Linked DNA regions of Cyprinus carpio: region 1 is linked to region 2. A link is a contact called in public Hi-C data. All regions are on one chromosome and are shown on one strand. Each heading gives the region's core, a stretch centred on a gene start, on an enhancer-like site or on the middle of the called end of the contact. The rest is flanking DNA. Distances are from core to core; before and after follow the strand shown. Region 1 holds the start of LOC109085276 (cysteine protease ATG4C-like). Region 2 has its middle 3.8 kb from the start of LOC122137682.

What was found. A called contact is a pair of places that touch in the nucleus more often than the background predicts.
Region 1: a Hi-C map of skeletal muscle shows a contact between it and region 2, with 5 times the contacts expected there. The contact joins the promoter of LOC109085276 here to the enhancer-like site in region 2. A contact is called at or near these places in 5 of 8 Hi-C or Micro-C datasets (liver and skeletal muscle).

What each region holds. Positions count from the first base shown.
Region 1 is chrB6:17,833,232-17,837,790 of ASM1834038v1, forward strand. LOC109085276 (cysteine protease ATG4C-like) reads right to left here and starts at 2,014. Exons shown (of 11, transcript XM_042725991.1): 1 at 1,862-2,014; 2 at 1,392-1,515; 3 at 1,173-1,256; 4 at 757-990. The coding sequence starts at 1,503. LOC109092740 (dedicator of cytokinesis protein 7-like) reads left to right here and starts at 3,512. Exons shown (of 48, transcript XM_042725999.1): 1 at 3,512-3,666. The coding sequence starts at 3,629.
Region 2 is chrB6:17,697,509-17,702,295 of ASM1834038v1, forward strand. No RefSeq gene overlaps it. Among protein-coding and RNA genes, the nearest start is that of LOC122137682, 3.8 kb to the right of the region's middle. Within about 2 kb of position 2,238, at least 1 of the 8 cell types and tissues checked has an H3K27ac peak or open chromatin away from gene starts, as enhancers often do. A contact at or near this core is called in skeletal muscle, where this site is marked.

The DNA of each region.
Region 1 (4,559 bases), core at 764-3,263, 140 kb after region 2:
CTCTGAAATGAAAAATTAATACACAATTTCAGTATGCAAATGAGGAGATGAAAACTTCGGCTTCTTAGATTTAAGCAACAAACACCTCAGAATGGTTTTTGCAGCTCTCACATTGACTGTTTTCATATGAAAACTGTTATATTCTTTTTTTTTTTTAAATTCTACTGTTTAAACAAATTGTTTGGCCAAAAATAAAAATGTGAAAAATGAAGTAATCCACATGACTCTAGTCCATCCAATCAAACACCTTGTTAAGCAAAAAGCTGTATGTTTGTAACAATAATAAATTCATCATTAAGACATTTTAACTAAAATTTGAGTCCTCTATCCATAATATTGCTTTCTCCAGTAAAAAAGTAGTTTCGTCTGAATTAGGAGAGAAGTATATGCACAGATCAAGCATGGATAACATGCGAACAGTTCTAAACAAATATTTTGGTGAGAAGAAAACATAGGATGGACTTTAAGGATGGTCATTAAGGACTCTAAATGTCATAATGATGGATGTTTCTTACAAACACACAGCTTTTCACTTCACAAGATGTTAATAATGGACTGGAATCATGCTTTTATCTGTTGTTTGGACACTTTCTGACAGCACCTATTCTCTGGTGAGCAAGTAACGTAATGCTAAATTTCTCTAAATCTGTTCTAATGATGAAACTAACTTATCTATGTTTAGGAAGGCCTGCCGGTGAATACATTTTCAATGTCACATAGAAATACATACATTATACACATATGACCCGATCTCACCTCTACCCAAGATGTGAAGCAAGAGAGCCTGGGCCAAGATCATCTGCCCTGCCCGGAGTGTACAACCCCACCCACAGTCTGAGGTGATGGTGGAGCCAGGAAGAGCAGGAAACTCTTCTCGATAGGTCAGCCAAACTCGTGAGGTGAAGTCCTTGCGAAATCCATCAACATTACCTGTTACAATATCGTCATCTAATGCCTCGGCAGTGCAACTCTCAGTAGGGCTTTCATCATCTGAGGACAACAGTTAGCATAAACATTCCATTATACACCTAGAATATTAGTGGGTAAATTTTATTTTAAAATGCAAGATATATTAAATATTAAACATAAATTTAATATACACAAATAAAACTTTGTGAAGCGATTTGACAGATTATCAAATCGGTTTAAACGTTCTGTGTAAATCATCTTACCCACAGCCTTGAAGTGGTAGCATTTCCCCAACAAGAAAACAGGAGAATTACGGCTGAAGGCAGTTTTTGACTTAAGAGCCCAACCTGAAGGGTTAAAAACACTTCATGATTAGTCACGTGTACAGGTATGTCAATTTTGTGACATGTGAAAGACTGTCAGATGAACCGGAAATTAACACGTTAACATCCTAGTGACATGTAAGATCTCTCGTTACGTACTATATTTCACATTGTGCCATGCTGACATAACCTTGGACTTCAGTTTCTCCACCTCGTCGGTCCCTTTAGTCTCCATTTGAACAGCCACGGAGCAGAACCCATCACAACACATACGATGGAGTTTCTGTGAAAAGTTTTCAGTACGGCCAAAACAAGTTAACTTCCATCGTACTTGGAAACATGCCATTGATTTTACTTTCTTTAATGCTTAGATGACATTTCCACCACAAGCATTAATGCGATAACGTTGCATATGAAATAACCATCAAATCACTGGCAAGAATTTTAACATAACATTAACAGAAATGCATCTCAAGATAACTGTTAATGGCTGACTAACTTAGCATGCTAATTAATCAGCAAACTTGTTCAGTTTACAAAACTGCCAACAATAAGCGTAAATGCAAACAAGTGGCGAATGCTTTGTAAAATAAGCAATTAAACAATTAAATATAAACTTTAAAACATACCTGCTCGCATGTCTTGTTATACTTATCTCACTGTGCATCTACTCACTTCTGTTTACATTTTGAGGAAGCGGCCATCTCGTTCGATCTCGCGGTATTTCAGATATTCTCCCGTCTGGCGCTGTCACGATAGTGATAGGACATCTGACTCAGAGCCATCTCTCTACGGCTCCGGTCTGACTCATTTCCACTAAACGGTTCTTTTGAATTATTCTTTCTAAAGAACTGTACAATTTTTTTTAATAATAATAATAATAATAATAATAATAATAATAATAATAATAAATTATATATATACTTTTAAAATCAATTTCATCTCTCGGCTGGAAAGTTTTTTTTATGTTATAATAAAATAACATTTATTAAGACCAACTTAATCAGCATACTGATAAAACTGTCATACAATTAAGTAGCAAGAAATAATATTTACAGTGTGTCTTTATTTGTAAGACGTTTGTTATTTGTCTTTTATGAGTTTGACAGTGGTTTGACATTGTTTTTTGAACCGGTTTTGTGAAATTTGTCTATTACTTAAGGTTTTCTGCACATTATAAGCATTATTTTGCTTTTTACGAAATATCATTATATTATTTATGATCAGAAGAGTCAAAATGGAACAACCACTATTACAAACCCGATGTGTTTATACACCAATAAAGCTGTCATTGTCTACAGATTACACGACTGGTGGAAGTGTTAACGGATGCATTTCACACTTTTCCCTACACAGATAGCTTCCTGTAAAAGAGCCCTCTATTGTACGCACAGGATATGAATCACTGGGAAGACTCCAACCCACGATCCCAAAAGACCGAAAGATGGTGTGCGTTTATTTTTCCGGCTTTACGGTACGTTCTCACCTCTCTTGTGCGTCTGGAGCGCGTTATTTTCATAGACAGTAAAAGAAATGGACACAGCGACCCCATTGGAACTCAATTGAGACAAGTGAAGCCCGTTTTTAGCGATTTTTAGAACTTCCGTTTCTGACGCGCAGACTCAAACTAAGCTTGATGACGTCAGCAACCTGTCTGACAGATGTAAACCTTCTAGTAGCTGTGCGTGCAAACTGCCATCGTTAATCTTGCAGAGACGGCGAGCTCGAGCGGGGAGTTCTTTGGCCTGAGTGAGCAGGAGTAAGTATTCTGATTAATTATTTTGTATAGTATTTTAAAGATGTAACGCCAGTACGCCATATCTCTTGACGTCTCCCCGATTGCCTGCGAGCTTCTCCTCCTGTCTGTACGGTAATTTCTCTACTGTGCGACAGAGAGTCGAGTGGTTATGACGCAATCGTTAGCCTATTTTTTACAAAAACTGTTTCTACGGGGCCATAATGTAACATAGAAGGTAATGGAGCCCTTTATACATTGTCGTGTATCTTTAGAAATAAATAATGGACAAATGGAGTCTTTAAACGCCTCAGATGTAAAGTTATTCGCTGTCAAAGTGACGCAAAAGTGAATGGGAGTCAATGGGATGCTAACGCAAGTGAAGTTCTGCTACAAGATGGCGGCACGCGGCCGACTTCAACTTACGGTCGACTTCCTTGCCCCCTGGTTATTTTCCCCAGCCGTATTCCGACAAGTCCCGCCCCCGGCTTTCTCTCTGTTTATTATGGTTACTACGGCTTTATGAGTGACTTCTCAACTGTCCAATCACAGACTTAATCTAGGCTTCAGGAGGCGGGGCTTGTGAAAATACGGGTACGGGAGGGGAAGGAATATCGCGGCTGGAGCGCTGGAGTTACTCGAGCACTCAGCGGCTACAGTCATGGCTGAGCGCCGCGCATTTGCCCAGAAAATCAGCAGGTAAGGATATCTAACGCACTTCCAAGCTATTTCGTTTAAATATATTCTCCCAGCGGCCTGCGACCATTCTTTGTCTGCTGCCTGATGCAGCTGGCGAGCGTGCCAGTCTTTCCCAAATAAGGCCTAGGCATTGAGTTAGCTGGAGCAGACGCTGAGTTTATAGGCTGTGTCTCAAATCCTAGTGAGCTGCCTACCCAGACTACACGTTTTGGTCTAATAGGCGCGTTTGGAATGCCGTCTAGGTAGATACCTTACTAGGTTTTGAAGCACATCCATAGAGATGCCCGAGTGACCCACCCTAAGCTGCAAGACAGCAGTATGACGCCTTTGTGCTTCTGTGCATTAAAATCAGACTTTATCCATGGGTCTATAATCCATAAATGCGCCTTTTGTTAAACCCATCTAGGGATTTAACGATGCAGACGAGGGGGAATCAATGAAATGCAGGGTTTATTGTTTGTGAGACGATGGCTTGACATACTGACACATCGGGTTGATCATGAATTGTTAAACTGTCAGTATGCAAGCATATGGTATACATTAGTGTAGTAGTCAATATACAGTCATATAGTATATGGTTAGTGCACAACGGCTTTGATTACAAGACGATGATGTTAAACTCAGAAGTAAATAACGAAACTGAAAAAAAAATGTAAACAATGACCTTAAGCCTGGAGATCATGAGTAATAATTATGCCTAATCATTTCTGGTGTATTATGGAGAACACCATTAACTGAGAAGGGTTCAGGATTTCTTGCATGATATTGATTGTTTGCATTGCTGTTGTAGTCATGCAGCTATTTTAAAGCCTTTAAGACTATTTCAGACTGAGATCCAGAATGGCTTGTAATACAGTGTATGATTAAATTTCAAGCAGATACTTTTCCCTGTA
Region 2 (4,787 bases), core at 988-3,487:
TGTATACATGGTACAGACATATACTAGGCTAAGCTTATTTTGATGTGTGAAGCAACTTATTGAGGTTGCAACAGAAATGCCATATATAATGGCAGATTGTTCTTATATGAATGTTTGTTTGTAGCCAGTAGAGGGCAGTAGTGAGCTGAGGAGTCTCCTGCTGATGAGTCCTGCTGATCTACAAACTGAACTCAAGAGACATGAGAATCTGTGTGAGTCCTTTCTCTTTTCTGCTGTGATGCATTAACTGCATAATGCATGGATATAAAATGATTCACTTTCTCAAGGTCGCTTTATAGACATTGTTTAAACAATTTATTTGCTATTAAGAGTATTGGCTATCAATTCTTGCTGTGTGTGAAACATAAAACGAAATTATTTACTTTCTAGGTGCTAAAATTGCATCTTGTGCACATAGAGCAGACACAAACAAGGGCCATTTCCAAGGTGAGTGAATTTGGAATCAAATGAATGTTCAGAATTGACTTTGAGAATTCATTTACAATTTAAAAGCATGAACGAAAACACTTATCTTAAGTGGATATTCAATCTTAAGTAATTCTGTCAGATCAGATAGCAAGCAGTACAAAATTAGTTATGTTTCAAATCTTGAATGTTTCCCTATCACAACACAGTCTTTGTTACACACTGACACAGGGATAAATGATGTGCCATTTAGAATTCCAATTACAGTATGATGATTTTGAGCCCACTGCTTTCCTTAAAAGAGAAAGAGAAAGAAAACATTTTGTGTTCCACTTATATGTGAGTCATGATTGATTTCAAGCACTAGCACAAGTTCTTGATCTTGGTCACATGGGACCCCTGAATAGCCATTTATGAGATTTCATTTGTCAGTTCGGCGTGTTCATAAACATTTGTCTGGATCTTCGCACAAATAAAAGGTTCTCTTTTTCATTTTCCTAACACAAACAAGCCAGAACTCGTCTTCGTGGGACAGAATTAATTCGATTATTTCAAGCACACATTCAGCCCCCAGCAAAGCTGCACTTGTGATTCAATCGCACAATGGTGATTTGTTGCAACTCAATGGTTGGATTGTGATGAAGTTCAACGTGTTTTTAAGATAAGGTCGCCTGAAATTGTTTTAATTAGTCACACTCGAGGACCTCTGCGTATATGTTGCTTGTAGCTCGACACCAAAGGAATATCACAATCTTGATCACACGGTGGAGCATGAAATATATCAATGTAGAGAATAACAACAACAGTAAAAAGAGTGGTTTCACATTTACGTCCCGAGAAAGAGAATCAACCCTTTTAAAACATTATAGCATGCATTGACAAGAAAAAAAATGCATAAAAAAGCCATTTTGAAAAATTACCATCACAAGAATAAATTGCATTTTAAAATATTATATTATATTATCTTATATTATATTGTTATATATCAACATAATTTATCAACATTTTAATTTAGATTTTTTTTTTTTATTTGTGCCTATTTCTGGCTTTTTCTGTGTTGGAGTTGTGAATTAGATTGCTATGACAAAATCAAATTCCTTGTCTCCAGGAAAAGATTGTGATTGTCCACGAAAACATTTTCACAGAAACGCAGCTAAACATGGATTGTTTCAGTAAGCAGACTTCATTTATCAAACTAAACATCAGAGTATGTTCTGTACAAATAATGTGTTACATTCGAGTACTTACATTCTAATTAGTGTTTGAAGTCAAAGCTTGAAGTGACTTCAGGTTCCCTAATTTGTGTTCATATGGTTATTGGATATTTTTCTCCATTCGCAACTGGCCCAGAACTATTTTTGCGGCTTTAAATAAATGATACTTAGACAAATCATATGTAAGTAGTTGAAGATGTTGTATTTGAAGCTCTCTTGGGACATCATTAGGTCCTGGCACGGATCACTAATACCCTGGATTTCATAGAGACACATCATTGCTATTAGAGTTCTCAAACAGACAGTGGCACTTGAGCAATACAGGAGCTGGTGCGGATGACATATGATGCCGAGGATATGGCACTACTTGTGTAAAAGCAAGCTGAGCACCAGGCAGCGTGATACCGCCAAGACAGCTGAGAAAATCCACAAGGATATTTTAACTTTGACAGGCAAACCGCTGAATCCATGTCTCTAACGGAAGCCCCTTCATCTAATGGCTTCCCAAAACATAACCTTGGGCGAAAGGGCAACTGGCAAGCAAGATGTTTATGGCGAAACTGACAAAAGTTTTTCCCAAGCGTTCAAGAGAGACCATCCCTCCTAAACAATCAGATCGGCTGTAAATTTTCTGGCTCATTCAGGCATTACCAAGTCCCGATCTTCACGCTACATGTTGCTGATGAGCGCAAAATGGGAAAAGAGAGAGTGCAATAATTCTGAGGCAAGTTTGTCGCCTGGACAGAGGGTATTGATTATTTCTGTGTGGCGAGAGATTTGGAAAATTCAATTAAAGGAGCTGAGCAAAGGATTCATAAATCGGCCCATTCTACGCCTATACGGAGACATTGTTATGTTCTCAATCAATGTTGCACTTCACAATATATTTTCTTTGGAGCATGAAAATAAATAACATTTAAACAGTTCTGCTTACCGCTGAAACAAATTTGATCTTCTCCGTCTTCACGCGGCAGCCTCCCGTGCGCATCAGCAGATGTAGTAACGTATTTTTATGGCAAGTTTTCCATAAGAAAATCCTATATAATATGAATTTTGCGATGACAAAGTAAGAAGGAAGGGGACGGATCAGTAGTATAAAAATTGATCAGGCCGCAGATGGGGTAGAGCCATGGGAGATTTGTAAGACAGCCTTAATAGACTGTATTAAAAATTCCTTAAAATGTAATAAAACAAATAGGTTTTTGGTTCTTGGCCGGGATGGGGTCACAGACCCTGCTAATATCACATCAATCCTGGGCTGCTGAAGGATAAATGGGGTCTGTTTGGGGAACATTTTAGTCTTTTTGATGGAAAACACCAGCACAATTAAAGAACTGCTGTATATTAGAGGGCTTTGGGAGGGTGGGGAGGGTAGAGTTGAGCAACTCTCAGCATGTGTTTTGCTCTCTGTTTTGTTCACACGCGTCCCGCAGGAGTAGGAGAAGCATTTAGTCAGTGCATTTCAGATCATTTGCATTTAGATCATCTAGCAGCTCTGGCAGCTGCAGCAGTCTACAAAATCTATGAGTGATGGATGGATTTACTTGATAAGTTACATGTGCACGTGTCTCATTCATGTATTCACAAAATGATCTAGTCTCTTAAGCTAGATAAAGTGTGTGATGATCTATCTATGTTGCTTTCACAGGGATCAAACAGACTGGCAGCTCTTATGAATTTCTGAAGGCAATCTTAAGGTATGCCCCCCCCCCACCCCACCCGGGTTTGTTTTTTACTCATTGTAACTTTAAAAGCTTGTCACATTACAGAGATTCATGTAATTCTACAGCAACTAGTAGTGGTTTTATACAGTAGGGTGGGCTGTTTTGACCCTGCACACCCTAGCAAAAGTCTAGCAACTACCTAGGGTCCTTTGGTAACAAGCTAGCACACTAACAGAAAGTTATTTCTAGGTAATTTTAATTAAAAATGACATTTCTAGTTAAATATTGTTCTATATAAAATGAATGCTGTTCTTTTGAACAGTTGTATTCATTAAAGAATCCTGAAAAAGTCTAAAATAATAATAATAATACATGTTTCTTGAACTTTCTTGAAATCAGCATACAATAATGATTTCTGCAGGATAATGTTATATTGAACACTGGAGTAATGGATGCTAAAAATGTAGCTTTTCCATCACAGGAATAAATTACATTTTAAAATATTAAAATAGAAAACAGTCATTTTAAATTGTAAGAGTATTTCACAATATTACAGTTTTTACTGTATTTTTTTATTGTTAAATACATGCATCTTTGGTGAAAATAAAAGATTTTTACTGACTCCAAACTTTTGCACTGCAATGTAAGTCTATCAGTCCATTTAATCTCAGTCCTAAATATTAATTTAATAGACATGGTATATTATAATATATGATGGAGTTTTACATGCAATATGCTTTTTTGTTTGCATATAATTCTGTGCACAGTCGCAAATGGAACGGTTCTGGTTTTGGCAGAGCAGCGGTTCTCTGTCAGCTTGTTTGATGTATACTGAACATCTTGTCAGTCTGAAAGCGGCGAGATGTCTGAAGAGGCTGTCAGTCTTTCCGGCGTAGTCAAAATGAGACAGCGCTGCCGACACCTTGCCATCCCATCTCAGACACATTTACATTGAATCCATTCTCTGAAAGGTTTCCCCCCACCTTTCACTGGGAAACTGACAAAATGTTGATTCTACAATACACGGTGTGCTGCGTCGCTGCGAAAATAGTGTTCTTACTGCTGGCATACAGTCCCATTAGGGCTGATACAGGGGAGAAATCTATGCATACACAAGGATATATATTTAAGAAAGCAACAACAGATGTTGAAAAATACACATGCACAGATATAAAGAAGAGTATTCATCGTGGATCTGTCTCTTTATTTTGGCAGCCGCTGAGGGATCATTTCTCGATGTACGACATGGACGGCAGCTGGTGCCCTCTCAAGGTGGATCACGTAACTCTCTCTTTATCACTTCTAGAGGCTGTCTCAAGGACAAAAGCTTAAGCTGACCTAACAAAACACACACTTGTCACACACTTTGCATTGCTACAGTTGAGAAGAACAAGAGCAGCGTTTCAAAATTCAGCGATTTGGTCTGGACTGTTAAGCCTCTTAGGAGTTTCAAGATGTGTAACTAAGTATGGCATGACTCGAT